Linked DNA regions of Mus musculus: regions 1, 2, 3, 4, 5 and 7 are each linked to region 6. The links are chromatin contacts, called in public HiChIP or PLAC-seq, Micro-C and promoter capture Hi-C maps. All regions are on one chromosome and are shown on one strand. Each heading gives the region's core, a stretch centred on a gene start, on an enhancer-like site or on the middle of the called end of the contact. The rest is flanking DNA. Distances are from core to core; before and after follow the strand shown. Region 1 holds the start of Lrrc49 (leucine rich repeat containing 49). Region 2 holds the start of Zwilch (zwilch kinetochore protein). Region 3 holds the start of Map2k1 (mitogen-activated protein kinase kinase 1). Region 4 holds the start of 1110036E04Rik (RIKEN cDNA 1110036E04 gene). Region 5 holds the start of Smad3 (SMAD family member 3). Region 6 holds the start of Anp32a (acidic (leucine-rich) nuclear phosphoprotein 32 family, member A). Region 7 holds the start of Smad6 (SMAD family member 6).

Region 1 (3,352 bases), core at 463-2,962, 1.7 Mb before region 6:
AAAGCCAGAGACTTTGGAAATTACCAAGATATTACAAGTAAATGGTCTGGGTGTAGAAAGAGGGTTCAGTGGTTAGGACCACTGCTGCTCTTCCATGGGACCTGAGTTGGGTTCCTAGTACCCATGACAGGTGTCACAACTGCCTGTAACACCACCTCCAGAGCATCTGACAACTTCCTCTGGCCTCCAGAGAGACACAGAGACGGATGCACAGACACACACACACACACACACACACACACACACACAAAATAAGAATCTAACACTCAATACGTTATTAAAACACTAACATTTCCTCTGCTAAGCTAGTTTTTCTTCTGATTTAAAATGAATCACAAAGTGAAATCCTCCTAAAATGTCCCATTTTATCCTTCCAGAGATGCTACCATTAGAATGATACCATCATTTTACCTATGTCTAAGGAAGAAAGCATTTCTTAATTAAATTATGCCATACAACCACTTTTAAGAAATACCTTCACCAGAAATGTTTAAATGTAAGGGGAGGGGCTCTTGTAATGGAATGACCTAAATTGATACAAGAGGGATGATTTGGCTTTATGAAAGTAGACAGAAAATAAAGTCAGCTTTACATTGAAAACCAAAATAAGAGACCCTCAGCCCCGAGGTCAGAATCTATATATAAAATATACAAGTATTTGTGTACAATATCTGACCATTTATTTTCAACTTAAATACAAATCTGCTTAAATCTTACTTTGTTTTTGTCAGAAAGTGACGACGTTTGAATAACCAGATGAAGTCCACAGTTCACCTGAAATGTAAAAGTTAAATTATAAAATGATTTCTTAATGCATACACACCATAGTATAAACACATTATAAGAAATGGAACACAGTCAAATATTCCATCTTTCTTTGCCTTTTCTGGTAAATGAGCATTTTCTGAAGTCTAGGAATCAAGTAAAATCAAGTCAAATGCTTTCATTAATTTATTTTTCAAAATGTCGGAGGCACGGATTTCACCCACCTTGTACCTCAGGCTTTGGAGCCCCGACATTTCTGTTGCCAGTCAGGATGTCAGTGCTTGAATAAAGGAGGTGGGAGTGTCTAAGAACAGGTTCCTTTCTCAATAGAAAAAAAGGAAGAAGTGGGTGGGGGATAACTAAAGGAATCCCAGTGTTTGCCTAGCAAACCAGCTCCACCTTCTGGGGAGCTCGGGCCCTGGGCAAGATTTTAAACACCCATCATACAATATTCAAAAACTCTCAGAGTGCTTTGGACTAGCCCAGGAAACCCTAGCCTCAATGAGACAATAGCTTCAGTCGCCCCGATCCCAGTAATACAGCCCATCACCTAGGACAAAGACGCCAGTCAGAGAGGACAAGACTACTATCGGAAAGGAAGAAAAATCAGGAAGGCCCAACTCACGTTATTTGCAGCTCGGCCAGAAACGGAGCGATATTTTCCGGGAATCATGGCAGGAGACAGTCCAGGATGTTCAATCCTCCTTCGAGGTAATCCTACAGCTAAGATTCAAAGAGACCAAAAGGGGTCATCTCCCAGGCAACCCGCTCAGGGGTTACCATAGAAACCACCATTTCCGGTCTGGTCCTCGCCCTAGATCTTTGGGCCGTCCGGGCGGCTAGCCTCGGGGAGTATCTGTGGGGCCCCGTGCGTCAGCACTTCCTCGTTCTGGATTTTTTTTTTTTTTCCAGGCCGCTTGAAAACAGCGGGAGGATCCGGAGGAGGATAAGACGAGGAAGAGGGAGGACACATCGGTGGCTATGGCAACCATGACTTCCGGTCCTTTCCTCTTTAGGACCCGCCTCAACACTGCCCGCGGGAAGTTTGATTCCCTCTGCCTGCTGCTGCCTGTTTTCCTGGCAAGATCGCAGGGAAGAGCTGGAGGAAGGTGCTCATAACCTTCCCATTTAATTTGGCCCTTCCACTAAGCCGAGACAAGGAAGGATACAATCCGACCTGGAGATAGTGAAGGGAAGCCAGCTTTCCTGAGGCCCCTGCGGGCAGAGGAACGGAGTGCGCCAGACAATCGATCTGTCCAAAAAAAAAAAAAAAAAAAGACTAAAGCTGTGAAGCTACTACTGAAGACAAGTCTTGCTAATAACCCCTTCCCTTCCCTAAGCTTCTTTTGACTGATACTGGCTGCCTTCAAGTTCATGTTCCTGGCGAGCTAAACAAACTTCCAGTCATCTCCTCACTGCATACCTTTCTGCCCCCACCCCACCCCCAAATACTGATTACATATTCCTTGCATCGAATTATCACTACTTGCTCTCTTAAAAACTTCCAAGCCCTCTTTGGGACAATCCAGCTTCCACCCTATGACCATTATGTGGATTAAACAGTGGCTCTATGACAGTGCAGAAGGAATGTTTAGTTCTAAATCTGAGAAAAGGTTGCCAAGAAGTTAAGTGGTCTGTAACTGACATTTTGACTTTGAATTGTGAGACTTGTATAGAATGACAGGGCTGAAGGCAACCTTATTTCTCAACTAGTCCAAACCTATCCATTTTATGTGAGGAGACACATCCAAAAATTAACTTCTTCAATGGCCTGGAATTCTTATTATACCTCCAGTCACCAGAACAATATTCTTTCTGTAATACTAACCTGCTTCCCACATCTGGGTGGATGCCTAAGACCCTTCCTTTAGTGATATTCTATCATCATTTGGAATGTAAACATATAATTTTTGGATCAAAATTATGAACACAACTTACACATCCTTGCATGATTTTTCTCCTTTCCCTACCATCCTATTAATACCACTGTCCTGAAGAGTTCATAGACATAATGCTGATCTTTTGGTTCCTCAGCATTCCTCTCTTTTGAGACTGCTCACCTGTTCCCGGCAGTAACCATAGTTATTCCTTTTCCCATTTTCTGGCACCATCAATAAAGTTCTGTCCCTTTTTTAAAGCAATAAGCTCAAATATAGTTTCTCCTGATCCCTGACTTACATATTATGTTTTTTAAAATATTTATCTTTATGTGTGGGGGTGGGGTGTGGAGGTTAGCTAAGGTATGAAATCATGGTGGTTACAAGAATAAACTTGGTGGCCAACTCATGGGTTTCAGTTATGGTTCTGCCAATAATTAAGCATGCTTCCTATGCCCAGGTTCCTCATCTGTAATAGAAAGATGTTATCGCATCTCAGCCAAAGCCTTTCCAGAGCTGTAGAGAGTTAGTTACTTGGAGTAATGTCTGAGGCACAATACTTACCATATTAATTAAGCATTGATTGTCATCACAGTCAACCCTTGGCCCATGTATTTTGCTTCTGAAGCCTGTGTTCAGCCTGTCCTCTCTTCACTAACTCATTTTCAGGCAATGTCTTGAATGCTAAAAACAGGGAAGCTCGCAGGGAC
Region 2 (3,395 bases), core at 664-3,163, 1.8 Mb after region 6:
TGCACAAGACCCCCACCTCTGATCCTCAGCGAAGAATTAAAACAACAGAAGTGGCTGGGAGTCTGGGAAAGATGAAAAGAAAGAAGCTGGCTGGTCTTTTAAGTTTAGGACTCTTAACTTGAAGAATTCTGGAGTTAAATGCCACATCGGCAAGAATGGTAATTTCTTCCTAGGTTTGTGGTGAAGCCCTGGAGATCACCAAGAAACTTCAGTAGGCACGGAGAGGGATACAGTAAGTGAAAACTTCTAGAGTTTATGCATGGAAAGATGAAAACATCCAGGAAAGAATTAGTAAGCATAAAGGATCTAAATAAATTTGTATCAATGGAGGTGATAAAACAGACATAAAACAACCATAGAAGCTGAGAACATAACTCGGGAATAACAGTGCTTGCCTAAAATGTGTGAAGCCATTTCCAGAACCTCAAAAGCTGGGCATAATGGTACATGCCTGTAAGGACAGCACATTGGACACCGGGCCACGATGTTTACAAGTCCAAACTCAGAGATCTTGGGTTTAAAACAATAAAGTACTTAACACCATGGCAAAATACCACAACAGTTAAAAACAACTCAAGTTCCTGAGCTCAAAGACATTAGCTTCTTTAAAAACATCAGTTTTGTTGGGCGTGGTGGCTCATGCTTTTATTCGTAGCACTAGGGAGGCAGAGGCAGGTGAATTTCTGAGTTCAAGGCCAGCCTGGTCTACAGAGTGAGTTCCAGGACAACCAGTGCTACACAGAGAAACCCTGTCTCAAAAAAAAAAAAAACAAAAAAAAACAAACACAACACAACAACAAAAACCCAACCACTAAAACCCACTAGTTTTAGCTGGGCAGTGGTGGCTCCCGCCTTTGACCCCCAGCACTCTGAGGGCTGAGGCGGCCGGATCTCTGAGTTCCAGGCCAGCCTACTCTACAGATTGAGTTCCAAGACAGACAGGGTTACACAGAGACACTATTTTTTTTTTTTTTTTTTTTTTTTTTGATTTTTCGAGACAGGGTTTCTCTGTATAGCTCTGGCTGTCCTGGAACTCACTCTCTAGACCAGGCTGGCCTCGAACTTCGCCTGCCTCTGCCTCCCGAGTGCTGGGATTAAAGGCGTGCGCCACCACGCCGGGCTCTGAAACTATCTTAAAAAACAAAAGCACATTAGTTCTTTTCCTGTAGTAGTGAAAAATTATTACTGCTTTTGTAAACAGGAGGGGCAATAATGGCAGTTAAAAATGATAGCATTTAGAGACTAATGGGCTATACCCAACTAGCAACACCTTGCACCTAGAATTAAAGTTTTTTGTCTTCACATCAGGCCTACGAAATCAAAAATCTCAGAGGCTGAGCCAGTCAATGTATATTTTGGCAACCCTGTGGGTGATTCTGATGTGAGTCGCTGACTTAGATTTTCACACAGGATGTAGAAGTTGACAGAATTTCACTGAGGGAACACAGTGAATTTGTGGCACGGCTCACGCCTCTCATCTCGGCATCAGGAGGCTGCCGAGGAGGGTCGATGCGGATTCTGTCCGTTTCTGAGCTTGAGGCCCGATGACATCTAGCTCTCTGTGTCCCAGGAGCCTCTACTTAGAAGCGTGTACATCAGTCCAATCCGTACACTGCTTTGCCATCTTGCCTCCCTTGGGTAAGCTCGGGTGTTTTCTCCGGAGGCCGGCAGTAGCCTAGGCCTCCGCAGAGCCCTGGCTGCCTCTCACATCCCAGGTCCAGGAAAGCCGGCAGCCAGCTGTGGCAAACACCACCGGCAGGGGAGGGACAAGTACCATCCCATTCCCCAACCACAACTCACTGCCGGAGACGAGCATAAAACTCCTCCGCCGCGCGGTTCATTCGCGACCACATACCGCCGTGGCCTCCGTCCATTGCTAAGAAGTTAAACTGAACTGCGCGCCCAGACAATGACGTCAGAGGCCATGACCCCGCCCCGCCGGAACTACTTCACGCTTTAAGTTCGGTTTGTACTCAACGCTAACACATTGCTTTAATTTAGTAGAGCATCCCCTCAATTTACTATTCCAAAAGTCTCCCATTTCTGTTAGGGGGGAAAAAATGGACTAAAAGAGATGTTATGATGAGGGTGGGCGGGATGAGGAGAAAGATAATTCTCGCGAGAGTTGTGACGAGTTACGAATTATTCCGCGAAAAAGAGTCCCTCCTTTCTAATCACTCTTTTTAACTTTAAAAAAAATGAATACATAATTTTAACACACGTCACGCAATAATATTACCTTTTGAAATTTTTACATGTAGCAGAAAGATAGATCGTGTCTCTAATTTGATTTTGATAAGGGGCAGGATGCGGAAGACGAGTGGAAGGATATATAGAGTACAAGTGACAAGTCTTTCCTTTTCCTGTGGGAGCAGCCGGGTAGAGAGGAGCGTGGCCTTCTCCTCTCCCCGTCATGGTGAGTGGAGGTCTTCTACACTGGGCTTCCCCCTGGTCTGGGGGGCGGCTATAGAGGAGGGCGAAGGTTCAGAACATGGAATCTGCAGAGAGGAGACGAGGGAAAGGAAACCTAGCACCTTTTCTGGCCGGAGCTGAGTTGTGGGCGCTGAGGCAGCCATCTTAGAGGCAACGTGGGCAACAGCGCCAGGTGGATGGTAGAGGAACCTTTGGGATCTTAGCTTTTCTTAGTTCTAAGCTTTGCTTAGTTCTAAGCAGGGTTGCTGGAAGCCGAGCGTTTTGATGCCAGAGACTTGTCAGGGGTTCGAGATCGTCCGATGACAACTCCGCACAGGCCGTGGCGGGTCATGTGCTTTCAGTCCGGAGAAATTGTCTTCAAAGAAAAGGGCTGAAGGATATCTGAATTTATGCTTTCCAGGAAGATTGCCTTCACCTCTTTAAGACAATTTCTGGAAATGCATGTCTTCGTTACTTTATATGATGTAATCTAGACCTTTGAATCTTAAGCGAGTTTTCAGTAGTAATTAGTATATTGTTTTACCACGAATGTTTATCTGTAGATGGATTAAGGTTGTTCTGACCACAGTAATTTGGAGACTGTTAGATTCATCGTTAAACCGACTAGATAGGTTGTCCTATTGTGAGACGACTTAAAGGGGGGTATAGTAGAAGAGATGGTATAGTATCTGGAAGGGCACATGGGAAATAGGTCAGACCTAAGTGCTGGTGGAATCCTCAGTTAAGAGTCTTTCAGAGTATCAAAACGTTTCTGAATTTGAAGGGGTCTGGAACATTGGATAAATGAGCAGGCCAGCTTTGCTGAAGTTGGTGAGGGTAGAATTAATTTAACATGTCCTCATTAAACAGTATCTATGAACAGTTTTTATAATGTTGCTTCCAAGTTTGTTTCTCATTAAAATTGATAGATTTTCAGGTTGTCCTTTTGCTGTAAAACTATTGAAATGATAAACCCAGTGGTG
Region 3 (3,214 bases), core at 477-2,976, 1.9 Mb after region 6:
GGCAACAACTGGAATGTAAATAAATAAAATAATAAAAAAATTTAAAAATAATATGATTAAAAAAAAAAAAAAAGCTTGTGCTAATTCTATGCCAGTCTGGGTTACACATATAGACCCTACCCATCCCACTCCATTGTCTCACAAAAATATTTGTCCTGAAAAGAGTTGCTGAAGAATACCTTACCTTGAAAGAGGGGAGGGGGACTTGCAGTCTGTTTTACAGGGGGTAAACTGCTGTACATACACACTGAACAAATGCTAATTATGCTGCTCAAAGACATATGTTACAAATCCAACGTCAAGGGCAATGTCAAGGACCTAAAGAAAAGATGTGTTTGAAGCAAGTCTTAATAATCTGGCTATGCTCACACAAATCCACCACTACCAGCCCTGCCATTGATACTACTGCAGGTATCAATGACAGTAACCATACCAACAGGTCCTGAGTTATTAAAATCTAGGGAAAGGAGGGAGGGGGGTTACAATAATCTCCAAAGGACAGAATGCCTGAAGCTACTTTCATTTTATCAGATACCTCTCAAGTCTCCTGACCTCAGGGAAAGATGAAGAAGAAACCCAACAGGTGGGCTCAGAAACCCACCTTATGAAATAAACTCTTATCTGTCTGTAAGCAACACTGGCCCCTGCAGATACCGAGCAACCTTTGGCTTTGTTTCCCTGGTCATCGTTCTTATGCCTCAAGTCAATTTCCGGCTCCCGGTCAACTAAGCAAAGCTGGGAGAATAACCGGTGAGGGGATGAACTGTTGCATGAACGGACAGATGAAGAGAGACTCCTCCCTCGAGCAAGGTACTTCTCAAGAAAAAGGCCACGGATGAGGGAGTCCCCAAAGTGAACCAGGGAAAAGCCATGGGGAAATCTGTGAACACACGCCCCCGCTGGCCAGGCGATCAACCGGCCACAAGGCCCCACAGGTGTCAGGCACCAAAAGTAAATGGGGCTCACCCATCCCAAGTCCACACTCAGACCCCGAGGAGGTCTCAAAGGTTAATGAGAAGCGACCTGAATTTGCTCTGCGTCTTGTTACAGGCCAGAATCCCAGAGTATGCCCTTTAGGCAATAGCTAGGGGGGGACGCATTAGGTTTCGTTTTCTTGGGCGAAGATTGATGTCGGTGGCCAGGGACGACAGACACTGTTGGGAAAGAGGGGGATCGGGACTTGTAGGGTGCACGGTCGATGTGAGTCAGGCACCCAATCAGTGCTTAGTCACTGATAGCCCGGCGGCCGGAGTTCCTCGCCCCCCGCCAGCCGGGCCGTACGTGACGAAGCCTCGCCTGGCGGTGGCGGCCTCCCGGCCACTCCCGGTACTCACTCGGCCGAGCTGGTCCCGTTAACCGCCGAGCCATCGGGGGCCGGGTTCAGCTGGATGGGCGTCGGCTTCTTCTTGGGCATCTTGCAGCCGGGAAAGAGCCTGCAACTCAGCAGGGAGCGCGCGGCCGCTTCTCGCTTCCTCCCTCGGCTCTGCCCAGAGTCGGGGCGGCTCGATCAACGCCGCGCTCCTGGGACCCTCCGCCCAACCCACGCGGAGAACCAGCTGCGCGCGCTCGCCGGCCGGGAACTCTCGCCTCAGCACACCGGTTCCTCGGGCTCGGACGGCTCCCTGCGCACTACCCACAGCTCAGCTACAGCCCCAGCTTGGAGAAAGTGCGGCCACCGCTGCTCCGGCGCTCCGAGACGCCGCGCACAGACGTCCCAGTGAGGGACTGGAGGGTGAGGGAGGGGCGGGGAAACGAGCAGGCCCCGCCCCCACGGGGGCTGCAGCGCTTCCCTCACGCCCGCCTGACTCCGCCCCCGTCGCTTCGCCGACAGCCAATGGGGACTAGCCTCAGAGGCAGATGACGCGGAAATACGTCACGGGAGGCGCGGCGCATTGGCTTGGGGCGGAGTTAAAGGGAGGCTTTCCGGGCGCCCTCTGCTGACCAGCGGTATCCAGGTGGCTGCTGTACGAGGTTCTTGCACGCAGGTCATCTTGCCTTTGAGTGGGGCTGCTTGGCCTATTTATCTCAACTCTTCTCCTCCCTTGGGCTGGGTCATTTTGACCCAGACAAAAGTACAAAATAAATAAGAAAAGGACCCCTTTTCGTGTCCTGAGGCCAAGCGGAATTGAGTAAGAGCAAACTAAATTGAACAAAAGCCAGGAGTGCACATTTTTAATTCCAGTACAAGAGGCAGAGGCAGGCTGATGTGTACGCATTCGAAGCCAGCTTGGTCTACACAGCCAGGGATACATTGTGAGACCCAGTCTCAAAATAAAAGAAAACTTGTCAAGAGACTCCTTAAACTAAACTGACATGATTTTTCTATTTTAATTCTACTAAAATGGAGGTACACAGCTGAGAACTCCGTGCTGCAGAGGTGGTAAATTAGTGAAGCCTATTTTGAGAGCAGATTGAAGTCTAATTAATGGGGTCAGCCGACCTAAATGTATCCAATCTCATATCCTCTTTTTCGTTTTCTAAGCCTTTTGGCAAAGTCAAGTTTGGAGTAGCCTGGACAGCTAGCGCAGAAGTTGAGGGTGTTTCTTGCTTTAACAGGACTCTAGTTGGGTTCCCTGCATTCGTGTTTGGGCAGCTCACAACCACCTGTAACTTCCAGCTGTAGTGGATACCATGCCTCTGGCCTCTGAGGGTACATGTACTCTTGTGTACATACCCAAACACACACAAACATCATTAAAAATAAAGTCAGGCACACACTTTTAATCCCAGCACTCGGTAGGCAGAAACAGGTGGAAATCCCTAGTTGGAGACTAACCTGGTCTACAGAGTGAGTTCCAAGACAGCCAGGACTACACAGAGAAACCCTGTCGTGAAAAACTAAAATGGCTGATGAGATGGCTCAGTGGGTAAGAGCACCCGACTGCTCTTCCAAAGGTCCTGAGTTCAAATCCCAGCAACCACATGGTGGCTCATAACCATCTGTAACGAGATCTGACTCCCTCTTCTGGAGTATCTGAAGACAGCTACAGTGTACTTACATATAATAAATGAATAATCTTAAAAAAAAGAAAAATTAAAATGATGATAATAATAAATCAGATAAATCTTTTTTTTTTAATCACCAGGACATAAATAGGTATTGAGGGGCATGCACTGACCAAACGGAGGCAGGAGGATCAGAAGGCTACCTAGCAAGTTCCTCCTCTACCTAGCAAGTTTCAGACCTAACCTGGGCCACATGAGACACTGTCTA
Region 4 (3,170 bases), core at 163-2,662, 1.7 Mb after region 6:
AGTCTCTACTTGGCTACCCCCAAATAGCCAAGGTTACTACATGTCTCCCATGTCTCCATGTATCAAAGTCCCCGGCAAGGTCTTCTGCCACATCATCTGAACACTCCTGATCTAATCCGATCCCAGAAGCTAAGTAGAGCCGGGCCTGGCTAGCTTGGATGGGCCACGAAGTCCCTGGGAAGAGCCGCTCTTCCTGGGGAGCTCAGTAAGAGATGTGACCCGGGGAGAAAAGAGGCAGAGTAGACGCAGTGTGAACAGGAACCTGGGCAGCCAAGGAAGTAATGCTTCACAGAGTTTCTCTGCAGAAAGGCCCCATTGGTTGCCTCCATAGCCTTCCTCGGAGCCTTCACAGCTTACATACTGAGTGTTTAAGTGCTTACACACACACACACACACACACACACACACACACACTCACATTGAAATCCCAGTGGGACACTACAGTCTTGATGGTATCTCTCTTAAAGTGAGGAAGAAAAAAAAAAACAAAACAACAACAAAAAGAAAAATGGAGCTTAGAGGATCCCAAGCAGAGAGACTGACATATATAAAGAGCATGGAATGGTTAAGAAATTCCAGGGGACACCTTAGTCTTGGTGGCAGACACTAAACAGGAAGCGGCAGTGTAGGTCGGGCGTAAAAGTCCTGAGCATGAAAGCATGCATCTGGATTTTATGAGAGAGAAGGAGTTTTTGAAGCCGTTTACTGCAGGAGCCAGCTTGTGTTCTGCCTGATCTCTCACTTCCTGTGAGTGCTTAGGTAGGAGATGATACGGGTAGGAGGCAGAAATCCTGGCCTAGAAAGCCAGGACGCAAGGTTTGAGGGCCTGGTTGAAGCTAAGCAGACACTGTATACTGTATTTCTCTTAAATTGGATTATAGTCTCTCTCTTTTTATTCTGAATTAAGCTGTAATGGAATTTTTTTGTTTGTTTTATGTCTTTCCAAGGCTGAGTCTTTTTTTGTTTGTTTGTTGTTTTGTTTTGTTTTTTCTCTGTGTAGCCCTGGCTGTCCTGGAACTCACTCTGTAGACCATGTTGGCCTCAAACTCTGCCTCCCAAGTGCTGGGATTAAAGGCGTGCGCCACCAGTGCTCCGCCCCCAAAGCTGAGTCTTAAGGGAGTGCAGTCTGGCTTCAAACTACACAGCCAACGCTGGCCTTGAACTCACAGTTCTCCACCATACCCAGTGTGGGTAAAAATCAATAAAGCGTGTGAGGCCGGTGACTAAGCCACTACAAAAGAGCAAAGGTAAAAATAATGAGAGCTGTTAATGCAGCTTCACGTGCCCGTTGTACTGTTTTGTAGTATCCGGGGGATTTCCAAGTTCACCCTCAGTTACTCCTCCTAGCAACCCGAGGAGGTGGTGTCTTACTCCCAAACTTCAGGTGAGGGTATGACTACAAAGGAGTTGAGGATCTTCCCCATGACCAGCAGGAAGGGCAGCAGGACTCCAGGGACCTTGCTCTTCACGAGGTAGCAGGTGAGCACAGCCAAAGGCAGAGAAGGCCAGCTTGGACTGGAGTGGGCGTGGCCGGAGTAAAAGGGCCAAACCAAGCGGAGCCAAGACGAGCTTAGACTCAACGGCCCCCAGCTTGAAAAGGAAAGTATCTTCCGTAGAATTGTTCTGCCGGATACAAGCTCCGGGAAGTTTAACTATTTGGTGTTTGCTTCCAAACCAAACCAAACAAACAGAAAACCCCGCGGCGCTGTGGAAAGCGCGGAGGCCAGGTGATCACCCTATTTCCGGCGGGGGAGCCGGATTGGCCCTCCTATGCAGTGCCGGATGCCATGGCAACCAGACACAAGATGACTCTCCAGAACTGGCGCCACCTCCCCTGAGGCCTTGGCCTTGCTGTCCTCCAGGGTGATTGCCTAGTCAGGAGGGGAGAGGAGCAGCCACACCTCTGCCTGCCGGGACTCTGCTCTCTCTGCCTAGTAAAATTCCGGTGCTTCCTAAATCTCACGGGCCATCAAGAGTAGCAGCCCTGAGAAGTTGGGCGAAGGGAAAAAAAAAGCAAAAAACAAAATCCAAAATACGCTCAGGGGCTATCAAGGCACTTTGAATCAAAAACTTGGTGGCGACTCCAGCCGTGTGTAATCAGCAAGCCAGGGGCTTCTCTGTCGCATGCTCTAAATGGCAAGCCTGCTCCACACAGCGATTTCCCTGATTCTGGCCCAAAGTACAACCCTCCTCTTTCTTGAGCTCAGATGTTCTCAATGGGTCCTTATTGAAGCAGAATCAAGCCCCGAGCCTCTCCAACATCCAAGGCATTTCACAACGTTACCTTCTGGGAGACTCTGCCCGTGACTCATCCAGACAGTCACCAGCTTATCTTTCCTGAAACGCGTCCTGTTTCCAGGCTTGTGTTCTTGCTGTTTCATTTGCCTGGAATTTCCAGTCTTTCCTTCTGATTCCCTTTTGACCAAGATTTGAAGTTTCCCTTCCAGGAAATCTTCTTGGAATGCTTCCAGCTTCCTGGAAGTTCCAAGTCTATCCCCTCAGCCCAGGGATGAGCACTGATAGCCGTTGGATTTTGTTATAAGCAAAATTGTGGCATCACCAAGTTCATGTTGACTGACTGGCTGGCATCTAGTACTTCAGAACTGGGCTGTACTTGGAAGTAGGGGCTGTTTAGAAGTTGTTATGGAGGCTGGGGAGGTGGCTCAGTTAGTAGTGTTTGTCTTGCCTGTACCTTGAAACTGAATTTGATCCTCAGAATACATGTAGAAGCAGACATCATCATGGTGGTACACACATGAAACTCCTCCAGTGTCAGAGGCAGAGTCAGGGAGATCCCTGTGGCTCTGTGGCCAGCAGTCCGGACAGTCAGTGAGTTCTTAGCCAGTAAGAGACTCCTGCTTTGGAAAACAAGATGAACAGAGCCCAGGGAATGAAATCCAAGTTTGCCCTCTGGCTTTCACAGGTACACACATGTGCATCCCGAAAACACACACACACAGACAGACAGACACACACACACGGTCATTAAGACAAAATGAGGCCCTTATCATGGACTCCCATTCAAACTGAGTAGTGTCCTTGGACAGGAGGGAGTTTAGATAACCAGAGAAGTTATGGGATGAGTACCCATAGCAAGGATCTCATGGAAGGATAGCAAAAGGCTAGCAAAAGGCTGGCTACCTGCAGCCAGGGAAATAGGCTTCTAAGAA
Region 5 (3,216 bases), core at 705-3,204, 1.4 Mb after region 6:
AGCCAAAAACCCAGGTGCCTCTGACTATCACATCACCCCTAACGCCAGCTGGCAAAGGCTCAGCAGCCAAGCGTTCTTCCAGACCACATACTGCCTGCCTGCCCTCTCCTTTACAGGTGGAATCCACCCACTCAGGTTTGGGGGTTGTTAGATTTTTGCTTTTGTTGTGTTTTGTTTCTGTTTTCTTTAAGTGTCATTCCCACCATATGTGGTGTGTGCTTCTAGGGAAGGCCGACCCTGGGTTCCTGTGGACAGATGTTGTTTTGTGTCTTACTATCAGGGCTGGCAGCCCATACACAGCTGCCTTGAGCAGGTGGCCAAGGATGGAAGCTACCCCTGCCTAGACAGGTGATGACCTCTACTATCGTAGGCCTTCTTTCCATCCCTCTGCAGGCAGAACGCCCCCGCCCCCCCCCAAACATCCCCACCTGCCCCTCATCTGGAATCAGTCTTTAAAGGTGTTTGAGAAGAAACAAAACCAGAAGACTAAAGTGCTCTCACCGCATTGCCCAGACGCGGGTATGCTCTAGAAGGCCTTGGGAGTGAAGTCACTGACCCCTTCCATCAGCCATCTGTGAGCTCCCGCCGGACTCCTCTAGCCCGATGGGAAGGATAAAGGAGGTCAGGACAGATGGCAAAGCGCTTTGGGAAAATAGGCTCTACAGGAATGCAGGGCCGATGGGAGGCCAGCCCTGGGGTGTTTTGTTATCTGCCTGGAGCTGCCTGCTCCATTCTAGGCACCCGCATACTCTGGATTAAAAAGATCGCAAATCAGCAGGGGTGGGGTGGAAAGAGGGAAAGCCCCTACTTTCTGCCACTTGTTTCTCCCGCTTCAAAGTCGGTGCTCTGCTCTCCAACTAAGTGCGTGCGTGCATGCGTGCACAGGGGGCGGGAGGCTGGCACAACCAAATCTAAAAATACTCAGTAAAAATGCTAATCCCAAAGCAAAGAAAGAGCGAAGAAGGAATCTGTCAATCAACGGGCTCCCGCTCCTCACCCACAGCTGTACCGACTGCATTCCTGTAGACGAGGAAAAGAAGTGGGGGAACAGAGCTGAAGAAAAGAAAGGGACACACGCCACCACCTCCACGAGCGCGGGGCGGGAGGCGGCGGAGGAGGAGGGGCTCGGCCGGCAGAGCCGAACAAAGCGGGGCCTCCACTTGGAGCCCGAAGCCCCGAGAGTTGGGGGGCCAAGCTCAGAAACACCCCTGCTGCCCGGAAGCAGCTGGCGACCCTTGAGGTCTAGAAGCCAAAATGCTGCACGGAAGCCAGGTCTCTGAGGCTAGGCAAATCCGAAGGTTTTGTTTGGGGTCCCTCCACCCACTCCCCGTCCCCTACAGGCGCGCGCACACACGCGCACACGCCCTCCCTCTCCACCCGGGCCGCGCTAGGGGGCTGGGCCAGTGCGCCCCCAGCCGCTCTGGGACCCCACCTGGGGATGGTAATGCACTTGGTGTTCACGTTCTGCGTGGTGATGGCCTTCTCCAGCTCGTCCAACTGCCCCGTCTTCTTGAGCTTCTTCACCAAGCTCTTGACCGCCTTCTCGCACCACTTCTCCTCCTGCCCGTTCTGCTCGCCCTTCTTCCAACCCAGCAGGCGCTTCACGATCGGGGGGGTGAAGGGCAGGATGGACGACATGGCTGGCACCGAAGGGTCACCGGCGCCCCCGGCGGGGCTGGGCGCACTGGGGACGCCGGGGGCGCTCAGAGGCAGCTCGGCCCGCGCCTCGCCCGAACTTCGCTTTTAACTCTGGAGAACTTGCCCGGGCGTCCGGGCCAGGACTGCGGCGCTGCAGCTGCGGGGATCGGGAGCACGGCGGCGCCCGAGCTGCTCCACGCGGACCGACGGACTGACGGGCAGGCCCCGGACGCGCGGGGCGGAGGCGGCGGCCGCGAGACTCCAAGTGGCAGTAGAAAGTTTGGGTTTCCGCACGGGGTAGCTGTTTGGGTGCCGCCTCCGGGAAGGAAAGTCCAACCCCCAGCCAAACTTTGCTGGCCTGGATGGCTTTGGTGCGCAGATCCCTCCGCCTCTGCAGCGCTGCTCCTCCTCCTCCTCCTCCTCTGCGATCGCCGCCTTGCAGGGCCAGCCAGGGCCGAGCAGCCGCGCTACCCGCTCCTCTCCCGCCCGCTCCCAAGTCTACGTTTCACGCAGCTCCGCGTGCAGCCTCCTTCCCAGCGCAGTCGCCGCCCCCTCGCTGCCGGGGCTCCCCGCTCCTCCCCCGCGCCCTGCTCCGGGGAGGACCCGCGGCCTTCCCCGCCCAGCGCCGCCAAGCGCGCCCACGTGGGCCACCGGGTAGGGCGGCCGCCAGCTCTGCCAAGTGCCGAGGGACCGGACTCCTGGGGACTCGCCGCCCCACAGACTCTCAGATACCGTTGCAGGAACTAGAGAGGATTAGACTCACAGGGAACAGGCACTGTCCGTCAAGGGCTGGCTGCACTCCGGAGAGGACTCGGGCGCGGTGAGGGGTTCAGAAAAGCTCCGGGCCCAGGAAGTTGGGGCACGCTGATCTCGCTCAGTGGCCAGAGCTGCTTTAGGTGGTTTTTTGTTTTGTTTTTGTTTTCCTGCTGGGTGAGATCAGAACGGCCGACTGCCTGAGACTGCGGAGGAGGGAGTTGGAAAAGGGGAGAGGGAGACTTAAAAGGAGTTAAGAGACCTCAGTGACAACTTGAACAATAGCTGGAGCCAGGGGTCCCTTGGGCCCAGTGAACCAAGCTTTTTGCAGAAAACGGGCCTCAAAGACATCTGTTGCGTTCCTGAAGGAATGAATGGGGGTGCTTTAGGATTTTTCTTTGGAGGAGGGGAGAGAATTAACATTTCAGGGTGTTACTGAAGTTCCGAAATTCGACACCAAACAAGTAAGAGAGCTTTTGTTTACAAAGCAATGAACTCGCACACACAAAGAGCAAGCCGGAGAGGACTCGAGAAGTTTATTCAAAGTTAGCCTAGGTGGGAAGCCAAGAGAACCTGACTTTGAGTAGCCCTAGGGGCTTTACTGCAGACTAGACGAATTCAGGGCTGGTTGCCCACGGTCCCTCCACGGATTTGGGGCGTTACATTAGACCCTCTGCTCCTTTATCCTGTTTCAGCCTCCCTATCAGGCTAGCCCAGATGCTTAGAGTGTGCTTGGTTTTGCGCACGCGCGAACACACACACACCTATTTCTCTCCCGTGGTGAGAAACAAGTTATTTGCAAACCAAGATCCGGTGCGCTTTACG
Region 6 (3,252 bases), core at 49-2,548:
AAAATCTAAGGATAAGAAATGTCAAATGAACAACGTAAAGAAATTACATATTTACCCAGACGAAATGGTTTTATTTTGTACTTCCAGCTACTTAGAATAAACATTTATCAGCTTTCAAATCCATTTGTTTGATCTAAAAGAACTAACTAAATAAAATACTTAGTTCTAATGTCTCAAAAAAAGAATTACTTTGGGGGTGTTTGCAGAAGCGTGTAGATGAAGACACATAGGAAAAGACACTATGATAAAGTTGTGTGAATAAAATTAAACATGTATCCCGTAATTTGTTCACAGCCGGACATCCACATAGTACCATGAGGTCCGAGGGCTGCCCATAGGAAGCTGGTAACCCAATGGGAACCAGGGCTGTAAAGGTTTCTTAAAAAACGTAACGTGGTCGAACAAAAACAAAACCCAAAGCAACTGTAAGACCTGGCGTAAGTGCCCCCAGTTAGCGACTCTTTGGCAATGCAGATCCAACCAAACGATTAGAATGAAACGTGCAACGCTCTCTCTCAAAAAATCCTATAAAGCCCGTCAATTATGTTCGGCTCTGAGAATCGGCAGTTCCCAGCACCTTCCTTTTCCACTTTTTAATATTTTATACAGTTCTCCATCTGCGGCCTTTCCATTCATTAATTGCCCTATACAAGATCCCCCCGATGACTCTCGGGGAATTGCTTCTTTTAAGACAGGGCATCAGATTGCCAAGCCTCTGGGGTCGAGATCGCGCCCTCGCTCCTTTGGATGTGGGAGCGTCATGCACTTAAGACTTGATTATTTAATTGCGGAGATGGGAGCAGACCGGTCGGAGGGGTTGTGCCAAGTGGGCATCCCGGGGTGTGTGTGTGTGTGGTGGGATTTGTCCTTCGTGCGCTCCAAAAATGCGCGCCCTCCTTGGGCCTGCCTTGTGCCCGCGCGCCCCAGGCCTCGTCCGCCCGCCCAGCACCCAGAGGATGCCCCCGCAAGGACCCCGCCCCTCCCGTGTCCACGCACCTGCGGCCCCGCCCCCGGCCACGAACCTTCAGGTCCACGCACCTGCCCTGCCTTCCCTCCCGCCCCCAGCGCGCAACCACCAAGGTGCAGCCGCGCTCCTCTTCGGCGGCCCCGGTATCTAAAGGGGTCCGTCTCCGGCACCACAGCCAAATGGCTGAGCCTCCCTGGCCCGCTGCGCAGGATGCCCATTGGACCCTGCCCCCCGCCGCCACCACCACTATTGGCTGGCGTCCGAAGCCTCGCCATTTGATTGGCTCTTGTTGCCGCCGCTCCACGCAAGGAGCCGCAGGTCCCGCCTCTACGGCGATCAGGTTAGTGTGCGCCGCGGGTGCTGGGGGCTCGAGAACCGAGCGGAGCTGGTTGAGCCTTCAAAGTCCTAAAACGCGCGGCCGTGGGTTCGGGGTTTATTGATTGAATTCCGCTGGCGCAGGATCCTCTGCAGAAAGAGAGAGCGCGAGAGATGGAGATGGACAAACGGATTTATTTAGAGCTGCGGAACAGGACGCCCTCTGATGTGAGCATTTGCCAAAAATATCTCTGTCGGTCCATTCTCCTACTTTGTGTTATGTGTGCGTGTGTGTTTTGGGGGGAAGGCACTTTTTTATGGAGGGGGGCTCCGGGGAAGGTGTGGGGTTTGGGGTCTGACTGCAAATGAATTGCAAGGTTGGATGGCGGGGGTGGGGGGGGTTGCAATGCCACCGGAGCATGTTTCGTCCGCCGTCGCTGCTGCCCTTGGTGTGTGACTGACTACCTGTGCGTGTGCTCCCGCGTGTGCGGGTATGGGTGCGAGGGTGTGCGTGCGAGTGTGCACCCAGCGGGGGGCCGGCGGGGCGCACGCGTTCGGGTCGGAGGGAAGGCGGCAATTTCACCCTCGTCCGAGCTCTCAGCTCCCACGACTTGCATCTGGATGGAAAAGATGATCGAGGGGAGGAGAAGATGGGCTGCCTCCTGGATTAAACAACAAAAAGGGGTTGTTATATTTTAGAAGCGTAACCCCCTTTCCGCCCCCTCCCGCGCCTGCCCCCTCCCTTTGCAGTCTCTTTCGCTCGCTCGCACACAATAAGTTTTGGGCTTCGCGAGTCCGGTATAGTTTCTGATCAATGTAGCCCGAGGACCCCGGGGAGAGCGCGTGGGGACCCGACTGCTGCGGAGTTGGGAGATGGCTCGAGTTTAAAGCGCGTCTTCGTTTCTCTGCGGGGATGAGGCGAGAGGTGGGGAGCCATATTTGTAACTTTGTCGTGTTCGTGAACGCGCCCTTTCTCTCCCTCCCTCCCTTTCTCTGTCTGCCTTCCTTCTCCTTTCTCTCTCACTCTTTCCACCCCACCTTTGGGCCAGATGCTGTCTTTTCTCCCTTCTTCCTCGCGGAAAGGGAGGGGGGGTACCTTAGGTTAAGGGGGAGGGATTGTGAAGTGTGCAAATGCTCAGATAATCCTCGCGCCTCCCCAACCACGAGCGTCGCTAATGTAAGTTGCCCGGAGGCTGCGTCCCGTTCTGGCCCCCGGCTCCCTCCCCAGATGCCAGCCTTGGCACCCTGACGCCTCATCGGCAGCAGACACCCCACCTTCCCGGTCCTTGCTTCTCCTGGGGTGGGCTCCCTGGCAGCCATTCGGCGCTTGGTTAATAAATGGGCACGAGAAACTTTATCAGAACCCGAGCTGCCCAGAGCTAGTGCCGCTGTGGGGACCGACCCAGTCTACATTCTTGCGGGCACGGCAGGCACGCAGCTCTGGGATGGGCAGTTCGTCTGGCCGTAGCCGTTATGGATTGGGCAGCGGCGGGAGTATGGCAGGAGGAAACTTACACCGGTGGGAACAGGGAGGCTGGGCGCGAGCCCACTGCAAGGGGAAGTGAGGGTTGGTGGGTGACTCGAAAGCTACTGTTTATTTTTGTCTCCCTCTCGCTTTCACGCACTCGTGTTGTCTGCGAGTTGACCCATTCGAGAGACCTTAGGGTCTGCGGTGGAAACCCTAGCCAACTTCCCCTCTAGGCTCGGTAGTAGGGAGCAGGAGCTCGCGGGCGGGAAAGATCTCGGGTCTAGCCTGAGGGTCTGGGGCTCGGGCGAGTTGGGGGCTCGCGTAGCACGTTGTGCTGACCTGTCGCCCCTCCAGCCACTTGACCCCTCGAATCCTGACAAAGGCAGGCCTCATTTCCTCTTTTCTCCTAATTCCTCCTTCTAAACCTGAGTAAGACTTTTGAAAACAAGCTCCTTTCTGCCGACCGCCCATCCTCACGCAGCTGTGCACTGGAGACGTGCTA
Region 7 (3,157 bases), core at 236-2,735, 1.7 Mb after region 6:
GCTCCGGGGACTGTCTGGCTTGGGGATCGCCAGAGTCCCGGGGCGCGCCTGCTGCGTCCCGTTCGGAGAAGAGACAGCAGGTCACCGTCTCGCAGTCACTCTCAGGCAGCCAGCCTGGGCCTCCAGGCTCCGCCACATCCAGCGGGGAGCCCCCAGCCCCGGCCCCCGACTCCGACACGGGCCTCGGGAGGCCCCCTGTGCGCCGGCGCCTGCCCGCGATCGCGGCGCCTCGCGGTCCCACCGCGTCCCGGGGCCGCCGCGGGGCTACCGAGCGGACTTCGGAGCGGCTGCAGCCTCCGCCCTCTCGTGCCCGCGGGGCAGGCTCAGCTCGGCTGCCCAGGCTCCCATCCTCGTCGACACCACCGCCGCCGCCGCTGCCTTCCTCCCGATCAGGGACCACACGACTTCGCCAAAGTCGCCGCACCAGCCCCGAACGTTTAGACCTGAACATACGATACCCTTTGGCGCCTGGGGTGGTGGGAGGGGAGGCGGTCTCCGGTTACCGGGGGTCCGTTCCCTCAACGAGGCGCCGGCTGAGCGGGCCGCAGCCCCACATGAAGCTCTGCCGCGGGGCGCCGTGCAGACCGCGCACAGCCTGTCGTCGAAGGGGCACCGCAGGGCTGCAACATGAGGGAGCTCGCGCCGGGCCAAGCCGGGCCGGGCCGGGCCGGGAACACGCGCGTGTTGAGCCTCAGTCCGCGAGGGACCAGCGGGCTACATGGATCACGATGGGCCGGGACCGCTCAACTCCAGCTGCTTTGGAGCCTTAGGGAAGCCACCAGCGAAACGATGCTAGAGACACCCTGCATGGGCCGGCGAGCCTTCAAAAGTTGCGCGGCTGGTACACGAGCACAAAGCGCTTGCGTCGTGCCCCCAAATGTGTCTGCACAACTCTGCCTTCAAAAGCCAAGCTATGCTACATGGGCTTTCCCTGCAGGATCCGAAACTAAGGCTTGTGGATAACTCCCATATCCCTGCAACAAAATAAAAATAGAAATAAAAGCAAAGCAAGAAAAAGGTCCCAAACAAAACTCAAAATGCTTGGATTTTGCACGCACGAAAAGCAATTCCGTCTCAGGTCCCGGGCGCTCGGTGCACTTGGGGCAAGTCTCTCCTGAACGCGGGTGTCAACACATGAGTGGAAGCCGGAAAAAAAAAATCCCAAAGAGCTGCTAGGAATCCTTAATTAAAAATGCAATCCACCGAAGCAGAGGTCGCAGCCCGCCCCACGCTGCGCTGGGTCGCTTCGGGCGCCGCGGCTGCCGAGGTCGCCCCCCCCCCCCTTCACCAAAGTGCCTCCTGGTGGCCCCGCGGTCCCAGCGAGGTTTGGCGAGGCAGCGCCCGGCGGCTCTTTCTCTGGACTCAGCTCCCTCGCTCGTTCCCCCTCTCGGCGCTCTCTCTCTTTTTTGTTCTCCTCAAACGCACACTGAGGGCCCCCGGAGGAGCGCCGCGGAGTCATTGGCTGCCTCCCATCATATGCCAGTCTAGACACTTTGGCGGCTCCGCGGCGCTGATTGTTGCGCAAACAAGGTTTCAAGTTTCTTAACTCTTAAAGGAGAACACGTCCCATTGCTGAGCCCGAGGCTCCGAGGGGGCTGGTTCCCGGGGCGGGCCGAACGCGGGCCCCCGCCCCTCGCCCGCCCCAGCACCCCCGCCCCGAGGCTGACAGTGCCCGCGACTCACTCTCAAGCTCACGTCGTGCCTTGGGCACGGATACCAGCCGTCCCGCACACGCGCTAACAAACACTCACACCCTGATGCCCAGCTCTGCTGGGTGAACCCACCGCGACCCGGACTCCGAGGCGGCCCTTTGCCTCTCTCTGGCTTGTGCCCAAACTTGCAAACGCGCATAGCACTTTAGAGTCAGTCCAAACCCCCAGCCTCAGCGCGGGCTAATAAAAATGGGCGTGTGTGTGCGCCTTCCTGCCCTCCGTCTCTGGGGAGTTGGGGGGCGGCGGCGAAGTTGGGATAGCGGGTTTCTTCCGTGTCCTATGAAGGCTCCACGCACCCCCTGCCCAAAATTAGGGGTCTCTCCGCCTAGGCTACACTGGGGGGCGGGTGATCGAGGGAGCTCCAGGATAGCCCGAGGTGGGGACTTGGACAGGGTGGGGTAGAGGCAGGAGTGCTCTTGGATGGCTCCTCCTGGTCGCCCCGGCTCTCCCTCCTGGCGTCCTAGGCTCCTCTCAAGGCCAGGCGCTTTCTTCTCCCTTCGAGGATTTACCTTATGCCCCTTCGAGAGTGATAGAGGGGCGTGCTTTCCCCAGTTATGTTTCACTATAAAAACGGGGGCAAGTTGGGGACAGACTTGGGGACCCGGCATGGGAAGGGTTAAGGCCGCTCCTGCCCTGGAGCCGGCGCGGCGGGGTACCTCCTCGGGCGTGCTTGCTAGTCCGAGGGTGGCAAAAGTTCAAGCTTGTAAAGTCAGGATTGGCCCCGCGCGGAGGGGAAAAAAGGCCTGGTTCCCCCTCCCCCTCCCGGGCGTGGCGCCGATTGGCCCAGCCGCAGGGCCGGCCCCGCCCTCCCCTGGCGCGCCGCGGCCCCACCCCCGGCGCAGCACCACGCCCCTTTCCGGGCAGGAGCGGGGCCCCGAGCTCAATGAAAGAAATTCCGCTACTCTCATTGGCCTGGGGCTTGACGCCGCACCCCGCGGGAGGCGGAGTGGGGAGGATGGGGCGCGGACTTGTGATCCCCTTTAGGATACCTGTGCTCTGGACTGCTGTAGCGAAGGTGGTGTGCAAGTCCAGGAACGGGTCTGGAAGTGCGCTGGGGGAAGGGTCGTGTGTGTAGGAAAGATACAGACTACTTCCCTGAGTCTTACCTGGAGCCAGGTACTCCAGTGCTGCAGGGCCGATTGTCACACCCACCCTTCACTATTTTGGCCAAGGTGAATATGAGTAGCTGTCCTGGCCTTGGTTTCTCAAGATTCTAGGAAATCCTTACTAATAAGTGCATACATCAAAAGTGGGCAAGAAGCGCCCACACAAACTTGTCTTTTAGCTTCCGTTCATCCCTGAAGAAGTTGATGATCCTAAAACGCAAAGAGAGCCTACAGGATTGTGCACACCCATGAGTACAGCACTTGGGAGGTAGAGGAAAGAGAATCAGGAGTTCAGTGCTCTCCTGGGCTACACAGAGACCTGGAAGCCAGCCTGGGCCT

Evidence for each region. Promoter capture Hi-C pulls out the DNA fragments that hold promoters and counts their contacts. A called contact is a pair of places that touch in the nucleus more often than the background predicts. HiChIP or PLAC-seq counts read pairs in DNA pulled down with a chosen protein or histone mark.
Region 1: an H3K27ac HiChIP or PLAC-seq map of bone marrow-derived dendritic cells shows a contact between it and region 6, with 6 times the contacts expected there. The contact joins the promoter of Lrrc49 here to the promoter of Anp32a in region 6. A contact is called at or near these places in 1 of 39 promoter capture datasets (pre-B cells) and 3 of 115 datasets of contacts at active chromatin or transcription factors (bone marrow-derived dendritic cells, double positive thymocytes and large pre-B cells).
Region 2: a contact with region 6 is called in a promoter capture Hi-C map of pre-B cells, with 2.4 times the contacts expected there. The contact joins the promoter of Zwilch here to the promoter of Anp32a in region 6. A contact is called at or near these places in 3 of 39 promoter capture datasets (erythroid cells, neutrophils and pre-B cells) and 1 of 115 datasets of contacts at active chromatin or transcription factors (embryonic forebrain).
Region 3: a contact with region 6 is called in an H3K27ac HiChIP or PLAC-seq map of thymic regulatory T cells, with 9 times the contacts expected there. The contact joins the promoter of Map2k1 here to the promoter of Anp32a in region 6. A contact is called at or near these places in 1 of 39 promoter capture datasets (erythroid cells) and 2 of 115 datasets of contacts at active chromatin or transcription factors (pro-B cells and thymic regulatory T cells).
Region 4: a contact with region 6 is called in a promoter capture Hi-C map of erythroid cells, with 24 times the contacts expected there. The contact joins the promoter of 1110036E04Rik here to the promoter of Anp32a in region 6. A contact is called at or near these places in 1 of 39 promoter capture datasets (erythroid cells) and 2 of 115 datasets of contacts at active chromatin or transcription factors (embryonic stem cells and thymic regulatory T cells).
Region 5: a contact with region 6 is called in an H3K4me3 HiChIP or PLAC-seq map of embryonic limb bud, with 3 times the contacts expected there. The contact joins the promoter of Smad3 here to the promoter of Anp32a in region 6. A contact is called at or near these places in 1 of 39 promoter capture datasets (liver), 1 of 484 Hi-C or Micro-C datasets (embryonic stem cells) and 1 of 115 datasets of contacts at active chromatin or transcription factors (embryonic limb bud).
Region 7: a Micro-C map of embryonic stem cells shows a contact between it and region 6, with 4 times the contacts expected there. The contact joins the promoter of Smad6 here to the promoter of Anp32a in region 6. A contact is called at or near these places in 2 of 39 promoter capture datasets (the C10 cell line and pre-B cells), 4 of 484 Hi-C or Micro-C datasets (embryonic stem cells and uterus) and 2 of 115 datasets of contacts at active chromatin or transcription factors (pancreatic cancer cells and thymic regulatory T cells).

Annotation. Positions count from the first base shown.
Region 1 is chr9:60,686,422-60,689,773 of GRCm38.p6, forward strand. Lrrc49 (leucine rich repeat containing 49) reads right to left here and starts at 1,713. Exons shown (of 17, transcript NM_145616.4): 1 at 1,391-1,713; 2 at 718-774. The coding sequence starts at 1,438.
Region 2 is chr9:64,171,018-64,174,412 of GRCm38.p6, forward strand. It overlaps Zwilch (zwilch kinetochore protein), which reads right to left and starts at 1,914. Exons shown (of 19, transcript NM_026507.4): 1 at 1,801-1,914. The coding sequence starts at 1,874. It overlaps Rpl4 (ribosomal protein L4), which reads left to right and starts at 2,370. Exons shown (of 10, transcript NM_024212.4): 1 at 2,370-2,416. The coding sequence starts at 2,414.
Region 3 is chr9:64,251,879-64,255,092 of GRCm38.p6, forward strand. Map2k1 (mitogen-activated protein kinase kinase 1) reads right to left here and starts at 1,727. Exons shown (of 11, transcript NM_008927.4): 1 at 1,335-1,727. The coding sequence starts at 1,414.
Region 4 is chr9:64,048,417-64,051,586 of GRCm38.p6, forward strand. 1110036E04Rik (RIKEN cDNA 1110036E04 gene) reads left to right here and starts at 1,413. Exons shown (of 3, transcript NR_040713.1): 1 at 1,413-1,479.
Region 5 is chr9:63,756,040-63,759,255 of GRCm38.p6, forward strand. It overlaps Smad3 (SMAD family member 3), which reads right to left and starts at 1,955. Exons shown (of 9, transcript NM_016769.4): 1 at 1,433-1,955. The coding sequence starts at 1,638.
Region 6 is chr9:62,340,045-62,343,296 of GRCm38.p6, forward strand. Anp32a (acidic (leucine-rich) nuclear phosphoprotein 32 family, member A) reads left to right here and starts at 1,299. Exons shown (of 7, transcript NM_009672.3): 1 at 1,299-1,510. The coding sequence starts at 1,457. It overlaps Gm20346 (predicted gene, 20346), which reads right to left. Exons shown (of 2, transcript NM_001378702.1): 2 at 1,458-1,944. The coding sequence ends at 1,880.
Region 7 is chr9:64,020,574-64,023,730 of GRCm38.p6, forward strand. Smad6 (SMAD family member 6) reads right to left here and starts at 1,486. Exons shown (of 4, transcript NM_008542.3): 1 at 1-1,486. The coding sequence starts at 451.